Regions from separate parts of the Xenopus tropicalis genome. Here region 1 is linked to region 2. Evidence: chromatin contacts called from public Hi-C data. All regions are on one chromosome and are shown on one strand. The core of a region is the stretch at or near the end of the contact, and the rest is flanking DNA. Distances in the headings are between cores, read along the strand shown.

The links. Hi-C and Micro-C count contacts between places; a contact is called where the count stands out from the background.
Region 1: a contact with region 2 is called in a Hi-C map of liver, with 4 times the contacts expected there. The contact joins the enhancer-like site here to the promoter of bahcc1 in region 2. A contact is called at or near these places in 2 of 5 Hi-C or Micro-C datasets (liver and tailbud embryo).

The regions. Positions count from the first base shown.
Region 1 is chr10:28,590,232-28,597,329 of UCB_Xtro_10.0, reverse strand. No RefSeq gene overlaps it. Among named protein-coding and RNA genes, the nearest start is that of actg1, 37 kb to the left of the region's middle. Within about 2 kb of position 2,884, at least 7 of the 11 cell types and tissues checked have an H3K27ac peak or open chromatin away from gene starts, as enhancers often do. A contact at or near this core is called in liver, where this site is marked.
Region 2 is chr10:28,471,584-28,478,026 of UCB_Xtro_10.0, reverse strand. bahcc1 (BAH and coiled-coil domain-containing protein 1) reads right to left here and starts at 4,129. Exons shown (of 28, transcript XM_004916357.4): 1 at 3,715-4,129.

The DNA of each region.
Region 1 (7,098 bases), core at 1,635-4,134, 120 kb before region 2:
GTTTTGTTTCGCGCGCAGTTTGAGAGCGATGTGTGGATCGCAGACTAGGGGTAGGCAGGAGAGGCTGCCTGGCGCCCCCCAATCATTGCGCCCTAGGCAGCTGCCTCTTCTGCCTACCCCTAGTTCCGGCCCTGCTGCGTACCCTTGTGGCGCTTTATAAATAAAGTTATACATATACTGTATACATACATACATACTGACAAGGCATAAAGCTGCTGCTCAAAGCAAGTAATGGGAATGTAGGCTACTGATTTTCCCATGGGGGAACACACTGGTCACCCACACAGAGCAGCTATAGGGGGAATTCACACAATTGGTGAGTTAAAAGAAACTGGAATAATAAAGATGAAACCCTTACATTATACTGTATATAGCATTATATATACAAACACCTAAATACATTTGGAGGTTTTCAAAATACATATAAATGAATCATCTAAATGAAAGGTTATTAGAAGGCACCCTAACCCAGAGTAATCCCCATTTTATTTTACATTGCCTCAGCCCCAAGGTTATATAAATATATAATATGAATAGCATTTGCATCTTACTTATTCAAAATGTTAGTGCATTCCTGGCTAAGTACATCAGATGCAAGGACATAGCTTTTTACTGTAATACAATTACGAGCTGCTTCCCTGTGGGGTCACTGTCACATCCACATGAATCTGTGCTACTTAAAGAGATACTGACACCAGAAATTAAATCTATAATAACACTGTCTTTGCATGCTATCTATAATTGTGCCTTAAATGTATTTGCTTGATGATTTTGCATTACCTATGTATGATAATATTGGGGGGGTGCCGCCTCTTGGGTCCCTCACCACCCAAGGTGCCCCTCTGGCCGCGCCCCCCTTACCCCCTGCAGGGACCCCCATCCCTGCCACCCGCCCGACATCCTGACAACGCATCAGGGGAAGACGCTGGCGGCCGGGGGAGCGGTAAAAGGGATGGGATCTGGGCAGCCGGGGCCCAACCAGGTTTTTTCCCGGTGGCCCAGTCCGAACCTGATAATACATGTTACACAGTAAAAATATCTATCATAATGTACCTGAAACACCAGAACTATAGATATGGAATATTTAAAATGGTTTAATCTTGTATTAATGTCAACCCAAAAATAAGGCTTTGCTTAATAAATGAAAATATAATTCTACGCAACTTTCCAATATGAAAATATTAAAAATGTTTTAGTGATTTACAAGTTATTTGTAAATGTAATTGCTATTGAGAGCAGCGCTTGACAATGTTGCACAGAGATCAGTCTCCTCCAGCAAGACAGGTCTGTCAGTCTGCTCACTTGTGTTACATTGTTTCAAAAGTCACCAGGGAAAAGAATAGAAAAGCACAGACAAACGCTGTATTAGCAATATTATATACAAATAGCTTGAAGACCATTACAAATTAGCTCGGCAGTAGGTTTAGGCCCAGCTATGCAAGGGAACTTGGCTGCAGCCCTCCAGTTGGTGCTCGGTTACATACATGTTACATACATATATAGATTAATATGCTGTTTGTGCCCGTATGCTATACACTGTCCATTGTCACTATTATGACACATGACAGAAGTCACAGGAAAACCGCTTTGCAAAAAGACCAAAACACCAGCCTTTCTATATTTTTAACCTTCTTCCCTATTAATAACATTGGCATGAAGAATCATTTTTACTTTATTCATGTATGCCAATATGTTTCCATTAGAGGATACTCTGTTATTCACATCAGTCCAATCCCTGGGGATCTTACAGTCTAATTTCCCTGCTACATGTACAAATTATGGGGAATTTCATCAGAATTGAATTAATCTAGCAGTGTGTTTTTGGACATTGGAGAAAGCTGGAGCCCCTGGTGGAAACTCAAGTAAACACAGCAAGAAGAAACATTGCACCCTGGTCACAATCAAACACTGGTTTTACTTTTTCACTCCAGGCATCTTCATAGGGACTGAACTATTATGATGTCTTAATCGAACATTCCATAACTTCCTAGTATCCAATCAGATGCTCTTTCATTATAGCAACTACATTGCATCAGCAAAAGATAACTGAACTCATTGGTTGATATGAGTTACTACATATAGTAAGGTCACCAAAATAATGGATTTGGGCCTGATTAGGCCACTTTCTGGGCCACATCAGGCTGATCTGATATCTGGCCATAGGGCCACGGAGACCCCTCAGTTGAGGACTGCGTACACACCAATGCACTCCTAGCGGATGGTTTTTCCAAACTGATATATATCCGACTTATCAATAAACTGCTGACACACTCTGGAGGGACCAACCTGGCAGCTTTTATTGCCCAGTGTATGGCCACCTATACATACAATCTGTGATGGCCTGACACATACTTAATAATTGCTGATATTATTATCAGTACAATGACCAAGAAGAAGTGGCATATTCTTTATTTTAACCCTTTTTAAGTGCTCTGGTGAGAATGAAAGTTAATTCATACAGAAGCAGCACTTCCCTACAGGCCCTGAAGAGGTTAGCATTGTACTGTATTTAACTGTGTGCAACTGGGAGCCACCTAGATTGTGCTTTTCTACCATCTGTTGCCCCCGCACTGGGTTAAACGGAAGCATGGAAACAGTGCTGGAATCTTTAGAATGAGCCTTTGTAACGTAAGATTTTGAAAGGAAGGCCCTCTGTTATTACATTTATTATATAATATGTATGCGTCCTGAAAGCTCATTTTGCCCGATCCCTACTTTCTTTATAAATCAAGGATGATAGCATTAGTTGCTGCAGGTCACATAGGCACACAAGGAGTTAAGAGCAGACTGGCCAGGGAGGAGGCCTGGGAGCAGCTCAGGGTGTTAGTAAGATGCAGACAGAGAGATGTGTGGGGAGGAGGGATCCAGCCAGCCAATAAATACAAGCTTCTAATCATCTCTTCCCACGTGTTTTTGACAGTCAGAAAACACCGTTTTGCCATTGGCTCCTTCTCAAGCCTATTGCATTTTGTGAAATGGCAGTTCTGGCCATTTATTGGTTGGAACTTTCCCCTTTGTTCTTCCTGGCATGCTATTGTTAACTGTTCTCTTTGGGGAAAGATATGGGCTCTACCAACAGGCACAGGCAGTCGCTTTTATATTCCAGTATCAGACTGTGATCTGCAGAGGGCTTAGATTGCAAGCTCCTCTAACCAGGAATAATCCTGTCTGTTCTGTCTGCGTTACTGAGGTGCCCTGAGTAATTGCACTATTCCTAGGCTACAAACCTGGATGTTATTTTGAACAAAAGTTAAACAGAGTGTGGTATAATTCAGCACAAATGATTTATATGCAGTCATTAAATCTATATATAAAATAACATTTCTATTACTGTATTTTTTTTTTAAATTTAATTATTGTATATACAGGACTGAAAGTTAGAAGGAGGGGATTCTGGCAATGCAGTAAGACTTAGCAGAGGAATTACAGTAACAGTACAGTAAACCAGGAATATGTAACCTGCAATCTCCAGCTATTGTTGTTCCCAGCATCCCCCAGACATCTGAACAACATTTGACGATTTGGAGAAATGCAGGATGGATGTCCCATATGTATATAGCAAAAATATTGACTATATATATATATATATACATCATTCAAAAGAATTCTAAGTCCTGTGTAAGCAGTACCTAAACATTGGAATTTATTCATTTTCAAATCTTTGGCGACTGCACCCAGGCAAAGTATTCCAGTGTTATGTGAGTGCTGGCTCCCCATGCTGGAGATATACTGTATATATATATATTTTTTTTTTTTTGCCCCATCTCTCTTTGTGCTACAAGGTGATATGTCGGATAATATTGACAATAGAGGTGGTGCAGGGCAGCTCCGGTGTTCACAAGCCATTTCTAGTAGGTGTAGGTTTGCCAGCTGCCTGGTATTTTACTAACCAGGCCAGTAAAAAGGTTGCTTGATGCCAATGCTATTACGAGCTGGTGTTTGTAAGCCCCCCTCCCCCTGCACTGGCCCTGTGTGACACTATGATGGTCTTGGGCAGATAATTAGCAGTTGCACTGGCCAGCACAGCCATGTTCCCTATGCAGTGGGCTCCAGCACTTGGCTGCACCCCTTATGCTACTGCCTTTTGTTTCTTGTCCATCACAGATACAGTCCAGCCCACCCATGGATTGGCCCAGCTGCAAGTGTGGACATTTCAAACAGGCCCAGTTGAGCCCAAGACATGTTATCCCTAAATTAACCATACATTTAAATCACATACTTGTCCGCAGCCCTCTGACAAACCAGTATAACACACAGGAAAAGAAAAAACAATAATGGGAAAAACACAGTTTTTCTTTATTAGGAAACTAGTGATCACTGCTGACCAGGAGGGGGATCTGCACCAAATTTTGCTCCAGGGCCTGTAGACTACTGCCCCTCAAGGCTGTGTGCTTGTACATAAAGTTTTTGTGGTGTGCACAAATAATTTTTTGTAAAGACTATAATTTTGTACTTATATTTACTTGCTACTCAGCTTTAAAAAATGCACACAAAATACATTTTTTGCGCACACAACTAAGAAGGCAAGACCAAGAGGGAACATTGCCCTAGACCTTTAGCCACATCCCAGCTGTGTGCTCACAGCCAATGCTATAAACCCATCCTGGGACATGAAAGATGGCACCGTGACACATACTGGGAGACTGATGCACAAAAACATGCTCTCCCTGAATCTTAATCTTCAATGCGGCCCCAAATAGATTTCCTGTTTCCTGCCTTCTGTAAACCTCACAAAAACAGTTGCTGCCTGGAATTATTTTAAAACCAGAACAACATCCTGTTGGAGCATTTGCTCTGGACCAGTAGCAGTACATTGGGTTGCCACCTCTTCTGGCAGACAGTACCTTCCTATCCCTTTAGTCTTTCTCTCCTATTAACAACTTTAATAACAATGGCTCATTTTTTTACCAGCTAGTAATATGTTGGCCCAATGGCAACCCTACTCTATGCTGTTATGTGTTTGTGTATATTGTACAAGCACTGCTAAACAAGTCTGGATTCAGTGATACTGAATGTGTATAATCTGAATTAGTTGCACTGGTTCCGCTCCACAGAATCCGTCATACCATTTCTTTAAAACTGTACTGATGAAATGTGGTGGGTAGCATTATTGCCTTGCTAGGCACTGCTGTGCAGGGGTCCTAGGTTCCATTCAGGTGGGTTTATGTGGGTGCTCCAATTTCCTCCCACAATCCAGAAATGTAGACACGGGCCAGACTGGCAATCTGTGGATTCTGGCAAATGCCAGAGGGGCTGCTGTAAGATGGGCCTGTGGGGGTTGTGTGGGCCCCTCTGCACCTGATATACAAGGAGCCACTTCAAATACCATGGACACATTAACTGGCTAGTGATTAAAAAAAGACCCTAGGCACAAGGTGTTAAGTGAATGTAATAATGACCTTAGACTGTAAGCCCCAGAATATATTGGTGCTATATAAATAAAGAATAGTTAAATATCTATACCTAGTGATGCAAATTTACACACAGGCTTTTTTATGCATTTACAAACGGATGCGAAAAAAAAACAACACATATTGCACTTATATGAGTTTTTTTTAAATGCAACTAAGTGCATATTTGTGTGTTCTAATTGCAGTATTTTATTCCATTGTCTTTTGAACATGTGCCTAAAGCATGAAAATGTTGTGTCTAAAGCACAAGATGAAACACAAATGCAACTCTGAACCTTCATAAGTAAAACCAAGCAGAATCTAATGGAAACAATTAGCTGATGTATTTAGGTGCCTTCAAACCTGCATCTGAAACACGTCAAACAAACCGTCCTTGTGTGAGAGCCCTAACATTGGCCACTTAGCAAATCCACACACGGTTTAGCTGATTACTAATTAGTTTGAAAGACTTCAGCATGGCTTATTAACAACCAGTGCAGCCTGTTGCATTTATCTGCGCTGATTATTATACACAGCATGAAGATTTTGTATGTAGTCAGTATTACAGGAATGGGGTGGCAACCATGTCTATACATATTAAAGTGATAATGGTGCCTTCTAAACCAATAACAGTAGTAAAATCCCTATGAAATACTCAAAGCAAAGTACACTACTGGGCACGGAGTTTGAGTTTTGCCTGATAGAAGGGTGGAGCTGACAGTTAGAGCTGAGCCCACATCACAGAAGGACCCTCCCCCAAGATCATTACAATAATGGAAGCACACAGACGGCATATCATAGAGGTAATTTTAATTTTTACCATTAGTTTACTAATGTCAGAAACATCATGGAGATTGCCATAAATTACATTTCCTACTCTTATAGAAAGTGACCATGTACTTTACTGTTAGTCTTTGACAAGGTAGAGACAGAGTAGAGACAGGCAATTTTTCATATTCCAGCTACTGCTAAACTACAGCTCCCAGCATGCCTAGTGAACATGGTGATAGGAAGTTATAATACAGCCATTGCTTGTTCTGTAACAGCTGGAGGTTGACTACCCCCCCACAATAGTGACAGCTGAAAGTTTGTGAGCCTGAGAACACATACATATAAGAAGCATAAATCAAAAGTAATAGTTCTGTTACTGACATGCTGAAATTGTAAAATGGGTTTGGAAAAAAAAAACAGGGTAAAAAAAAAAAGAAGTGTGTGTGCGCTGGGCAAGAGGGAGGGTGAGTGCACATTAACACAAGCAGGGAGGGAGACGTGCTAGCATACAAATTGCAGCAGTGCTTTGCCTCATGGCTAACAGCTGTTCCCACAATGCCAGGTGCTTTCTCAAGGCTAAGCTTGGCCTTGGGTGTTTCGCAAATGCAATATATTGCACACAACATAAAATTTTAGAGGCACAGTCCTTGGCTACAAAGCCTGCGGTCTATATGTTTATGTGACCCTAAGGTGGCATTGAGTCTTTGCCCTTTGTGTGCAGGAAGATAACAGATGTGAGCAATTTGCTGACTATGTAGTAGGTTGGCATAATGAGACGTAGGTTCAGCTACTGTACCTGAACAGGAATGGCCACTTCTAGCACTGGGGAGATCACAGAGGTGCAGTGAATGCTTCACAGTTATTAGGCTTACAGTACACACACACATTTGTCCTCCACTGCCATACAGCAGAAAACAGTAGTGGCCAAAATGGCCCA
Region 2 (6,443 bases), core at 2,880-5,379:
AGACAGAACCAGAAAACTAGCCCTAAGCGTTGTAAGGCTGAATTATAACATATCTTAAAAATGCCAAAATATGAACCAGTTCACTAATAAATAATTTGTCAGTTCATATTTTCAGTGCAAATAAGTTCATTTAACAGTATTAGAATTTAAAAAATATTGGGGTAACAGTGAAAATATAAAAAAAAAATGCATTTGGTTCCTTCTTAATGTAACAATTTTTTCAGTAAAACTATGTTCCTTTTACACTTAAAACCCAGTAATTACCTAAGGTTTAATAATACTCAATGCACTGAACTTTTTGGTGTTAATATTACTTAGAATATCACGTTCAGAGAGAAATTCTGCTATTATTTCCTAAGATAAAAAAAAAATTTAAGTGATATTAACACAAAAAAAATACATTTAATGTTTTTTTTTTTAATGTTTTATTTTATATTTCCATACTCACAATGAATTGCCTTCCTTGATTTTAAATGACTGTGCTAATAATCCTGAAATAAAGCATCAGGAGCAGATTACAAACTGGGAGTTGATCTCTTTTTTTTTTTTAAACATTAAAATATCAACCTATAGTAAAAATAGCCACAGGCCTGACTTAGCCTTAAGGTTTTAAGCTTAGAGAATAGGGACTGGGTCAAAGTAATTATATTAATATGGACAAACTTGGATTTATTCTAGAATTAATAATTTTTTTGTCTATCACTTCATTACATTTATCATTATTTAGCAAATCTGGGGCTTCCTGCACAAATATCACCACCCCTTGCACCCATTTTATTCTGCACCACTGCCAAACAGGCCCAGTCTCAACTGCAAGATGACTAACTTCAGGCTTTTATAATTAATATTGAAGTTGTCAGTTTGCTGCCTTTTTTTTTTCATATATTAGTGTACAAAGCAGAAGTAACATGTGCTAATATAATGTGCCAGTCTTTAATATTCTGCAAATGGCAAGATAACATCATTATTACACTTACACTGCTTGGGACACAAAATTAAGCCACAAAAATGGCTGTGGTATGTGTGTTGTATTACCACTAAATCTGATTTTTTCCTCTCTTGAAAAAAATCTATTAATCACATTTATTATATAAAATATAATTAAATAGAAACAGCACATTGTGCATGCTGAGCCATCCAATCTTAAAAAAAACCTTTACTTATATTCTTCCATATTTTATTTATTATATATACTGAACATATAAGAGCATGCCTCTAAAAAAATGTGTGGCCTGTGTGCAAGTCCTAAGTGCATATATCAAAATAGGGTACTACTGTATATAAAATTATGGATCTGGGTTTCTGTATTAATTACTCCAGAAACTAAGTCTAATTTATAACCAATTCACAATAACTGATAACACATCTGACTAAACTAATAACCCCCAAACAATTGTACTTCTTGTCAATACTAAACACACTGTTTAAACATTCACAGTCCAGGTTGGAAAAAGTATGTGACCCTTTCTGGCTAATGACTTCTCAAAAAGCTAATTGGAGTCAGGTGTTCCAATCAACAGGATGAGACTGGAGGTGCCTTTACCCAAAACAAGAAAAAAAAATAAAGCCTAAAAGGATTTGTTTCTTATAAGAGGAGTGAGCTGAGAAATATTGGAAAAAAATGTAGAGATGCAAAAAAATAAACCAAACAAACCAGGAAATGGCTACAAATAATCATTACTAAAGGCCTGGGTGTTCATCAATGCACAGTAACCTGACTACAAATGAAGGAAATTCAGTTCTGTAGCCAATCTCTAGGAGATCAGACAAGAAAGAGAACAGGGTGCAATGCTGATAGAAGTAAAAAAGAACCCTAGGGTACTGGCAAAGGACCCGCAGAAATCTCTGTTCATGAAGCTCCATAAGAAGGCCTCTCTCTACCCCCTGTACCAGGCAGTATTTATATACAATGCTGTACAGGCAATTTCATTGTTCATCGTTGCAGAATATGTTGGCCCTTAAATAATAAAATATAGGTTTCCCATTATTAAAAAAACATTGAACAAGAATGGCGTAAAGAGAGAACATGGTGGAAGCCACTCTGTGCTGCTCCCCCCCCCCCCCCCAAAAAAAAGATAAGAAAAAAAAAAGGGTTTGCAAAAGAACCCCCCCAAATACACCATGTTCTGCCCACAGATGAGACAAATGTTGAATTCTATGGCAGGGAGGAACAAGGCTATTTTTGTTGGAATTAAAGCACTGCACCCCAATACCAAAAATATAATCCCAACCAACAGAATGGTGGGAGGGGATCGCTTGAAGAGGGTTAAAGCCAAACCGAAAGCAAACGCCTACTCTTCCTTCTTTCACAATATTTGAACGAATATTACAAAGATATGACTTGTAAAGGAATATACATATTTTAAACATCTACATCGTCATAACCTAACGCTAAACAATACATGTAGTGCAGTAATTGATAAAGGAAAAAATAAATTATAGTTGAAGACCCACACTCCTAAAGCAATAGGAATCCATTTTTAGTTTCCTGGCATCTAACCCGATCACTTACATTAAAATGCCTGAAAACGAACGTAAACTAAAATTGTAAAACCACGGATTTATAACCCCTCCCCCAATTTCGTTATTTTACAGCTGTTTTTATGTCTCAACAATAGTATTTAGAAAAAAAAAAAAAAAAAAAGGAAGGCGCCTGCCTAGAAATACGATTTATTGTGCTAAATCCTATGTATAATTAGCTGTGAATTTGGTGCAAAAATGAGTTAAATTCTCCTCAAAATGACGCTGCAGATTAGTTCTATAGAATCCTCACTTGTGACTCCTTTGTTAAGTGAAAAGTCAATGTCTTTAATTAAAAATCGTTAAAGCAAAAATCTATTTTATTTTCTGCAAAAGCAATATAATTTCGACTCTGCATATAAATGTAGACAATCAATGCGGGCGAAAATAACTGGTCTTGTTTGTGTTGATTAATTGGTTTCACAGAAAAATCTTCATTCAAAATAGAGAAGGAACGGAGGAAGCCGTTCCTTACCATTGTTCTATTTTATTTTGCATTAAAACAACGCTTTGGCTTTGCTTTAAACCGTCTGAAGTAAATCTCTGCCCGTCCCTGCGCTAAAAGCGGAACCCTCACAATTATAAACCGCTGTGTTTGTAAGATATAAATTAAATCAATGTGAAACAAAACAGATACATTTTAGAAACTATCATATATACATGTATTGCGCTATCAGATCGATACACAAACTAACGACTATTAAACTACAGTCGCCATTTCTAATGAAAATTAAAAATGTCTAAACTTGTAATAAATAAACGCAAACCGAAATATTGCGAGCAAAATGTAAATATATGAAAATCTACAAATTGTATTTCTAGACGAGCACTTTATTATAAAACGGTTTCTAAATATAGATAGCGTAATTAAAATAATTTCCTTTCAGCCTTTTTATAAGTAGAGAAACGTGTTGTTAAATGTAGGTCCATGCCAAATGTATCAACGCGTTATTCCAATTCACTGTACAATGTGGCTAATAGGTTACATTCATTCGAATGTGAATTTGTTATTTGCCCATATAGTTGAGAATATGGCAGTTTCTAAAGTGATTTCGCTATTTATCAAGTATAAAAATGGAAATGTATAACGAGTATATTTGTATAATGTTGTTTTTTCGTGCGTAAGATCTAACAAAATGTATAACCGTTTACAAGAAGGAATTAAAAGGAAATATCCAGGCAAAGTAGACGTACCTAGGAGTGATGTCCTGGCTCATTTCTATGCAATCCCAGGGAGAATGGAGCTCAGGCAGCACAGAGCAGGGTGGAGGAATAATTCCCTGTTCTAGCAGATCCCTCACTTGGTGCTTTTATTGCTCTTGGGAAAGGGGAAGTTACTTGCTGCTGGCTCCTATTTGGACTGCGCGGTCACTGTACAGATCCTTTGTGCAGGGTTCTCACTTATCGATATTATTATTATGGTGATTCTAATAAATAGGATTTGAGGGCTCCGGCTCTTGGGTCCCTAGCTGCCTGGAGCAAATCCAATGAATTAAAGGCCAGGCTGCTGGTAGCTGGATAATCACAAATTTATGGCTGTGTGACGTTTCTCCTCTCCCACAATGGAGTCCCAGTGACATTAAACAGAAAATTGATGAGAGAGACGCGAAATTTAATCTCCTTCCCCCCAACCAGACATTTAAATGTTGTTTCTCCCCTTCCGATTTAACCCAATGGGTGCCAAGCCCCGCACTCGCCGGTCTCGCAGGGGTTAAAGCGGCCCTATTGTTCCTTGCTGCACCACTGCCCTTCCCCCTCCCCCAGCCGGAATGTACACCCAGCGCTCCCCTAACAAATACACAAATGGGGCTTTAAGGCAAAACAGAGCATTTTTATTCCTTTCATCACTTACCTTTATTACATATATTTCCCAGGGAGGGAGAGAAAGCTGCCCGCCCACCCCCCACCCCCAAACATGCCGGATCCCAGCAGGATTTCCCGGGTAGTAGTGAAGCTGTGGGGCTGGGGAGAGCAGCCCGGGAGGGAAAGGAGCATTTGGCCCTAAGGCCCTGCAGGAAGTCGGCAGTCAGTCCCCGCCAGTTTCCTCCGGGCATTGCGCCCTCCGTGCACCGGGAGCTCTCGGTCGGCCTCTGTCCGTCGCCTTTATCCGCCTCCCCAAAGTCCGGTGCCCGGCGCCCAGGCAGAGACTTCTCTTAAAGGAGCCGTGTGCAATTCCCTTCCCCACTCCCGGGGCTCCTATTGTCCACCATGCCTGCCAGGCACCGCCCCGGGCAGTGACGTGTATGGTACCGCCCCCGGCCTCACTCAAGTCTATTTAGTGCCACGTATAGTGAGATGCGCAGCTTTTCCCCACACAGTCAGCGCCGGGAGGCAAGAGTAGCGCTATTAGCGTGTATAGGCGCTAGTGTTCCTACTCGGACTTGGCCTCTCCGGGCGCAAAATGGCCACTCTAAGGGACCATTCAATCCGTGACACCTCAGCCAAGGAAATCAAATTCAGATTTTAGTCCCTTTGCGGTGTATGAATGCGCTTACTACATTGGTGCGCCCCCCCTTGTATGATTTTATTTTGCTGTAACGATACCTGCTGCGCAGAGCCCTTATGCAGCCCTACCCCTAAAGTCTCTTTAATGTGGGCATACATGGGTAAGCTCTACTTAGATCTTCAACTAAATGGCCACCAACATGGTGGAATAAATACAATGATAGTTTGGTTTCTGGGCAAATGATCAGCTTATAATAAGGTCCAATGGAGACCTGTTGGAAAAGGTAGATTGTAAGCTCTATGGGACAGGGACCTTCATTCTCTTGTCTCTTTGATTCTTGACTTATTGCAACTGTACTTTGTAGCTATTTGTATTTATTATTATACTTTGTATTTATCTTTTATTTAGTTTTTTAATAAACCCTTGTTGTATATTTTAATTTATTCTATAAAGCGCTGGGTACATATGTAGTGCGTTATAAATAAAGATATATATACATACATATATCACCGTTACCTCAAGGGATTTCAAACCTGCATGATGGTCTGCTCTGCCAGATATTGATCAGACAAGACCTTCCAAGGGCCCTATACATGGGCCAATAAGATGCAACATGGAGGCAATGGCAGCAGAAGGGAGGTGGTACTGAAAATATCAGTTGATAAACAATATGGGGCACATTCATCAAAATACGATTTTCAGGCCTTAAAAAGCGTGATACAAAAAATTGGTATTTAATCCGATATTTTCTGATGTGTACTTAAAGTATGAAAATTTTGTATCGTGGTCGTACGAAAATATCGTGGTACAATCTCATAGTCACAAATTTTTCATATCTGAGCGATTGTAAAGGGAGGGAAAACTTTTCTGACTTTGAACCTTCAGTGAATGATTTTGGAAGTCTCCCATAGGGCTCAATGGCACTCTGCAGCTCCAACCCGGCCCAAGGAAAGTCTCCCATAGGGCTCAATGGCACTCTGCAGCTCCAACCTGGCCCAAGGAAAGTCTCCCATAGGGCTCAATGGCACTCTGCAGCTCCAACCCGGCCCAAGGAAAGTCTCCCATAGGGCTCAATGGCACTCTGTAGCTCCAACCCGACCCAAGGAAAGTCTCCCATAGGGCTCAATGACACCCAGCAGCTCCAACCCGGCCCAAGGAAAGTCTCCCATAGGACTCAATGGCACTCTGCAGCTCCAACCCGGCCCAAGGAAAGTCTCCCATAGGGCTCAATGGCACTCTGCAGCTCCAACCCGGCCCAAGGAAAGTCTCCCATAGGGCTCAATGGCACTCTGCAGCTCCAACCCGGCCCAAGGAAAGTCTCCCATAGGGCTCAATGGCACTCTGCAGCTCCAACCCGGCCCAAGGAAAGTCTCCCATAGGGCTCAATGGCACTTTGTAGCTCCAACCCGGCCCAAGGAAAGTCTCCCATAGGACTCAATGGCACTCTGCAGCTCCAACCCGGCCCAAGGAAAGTCTC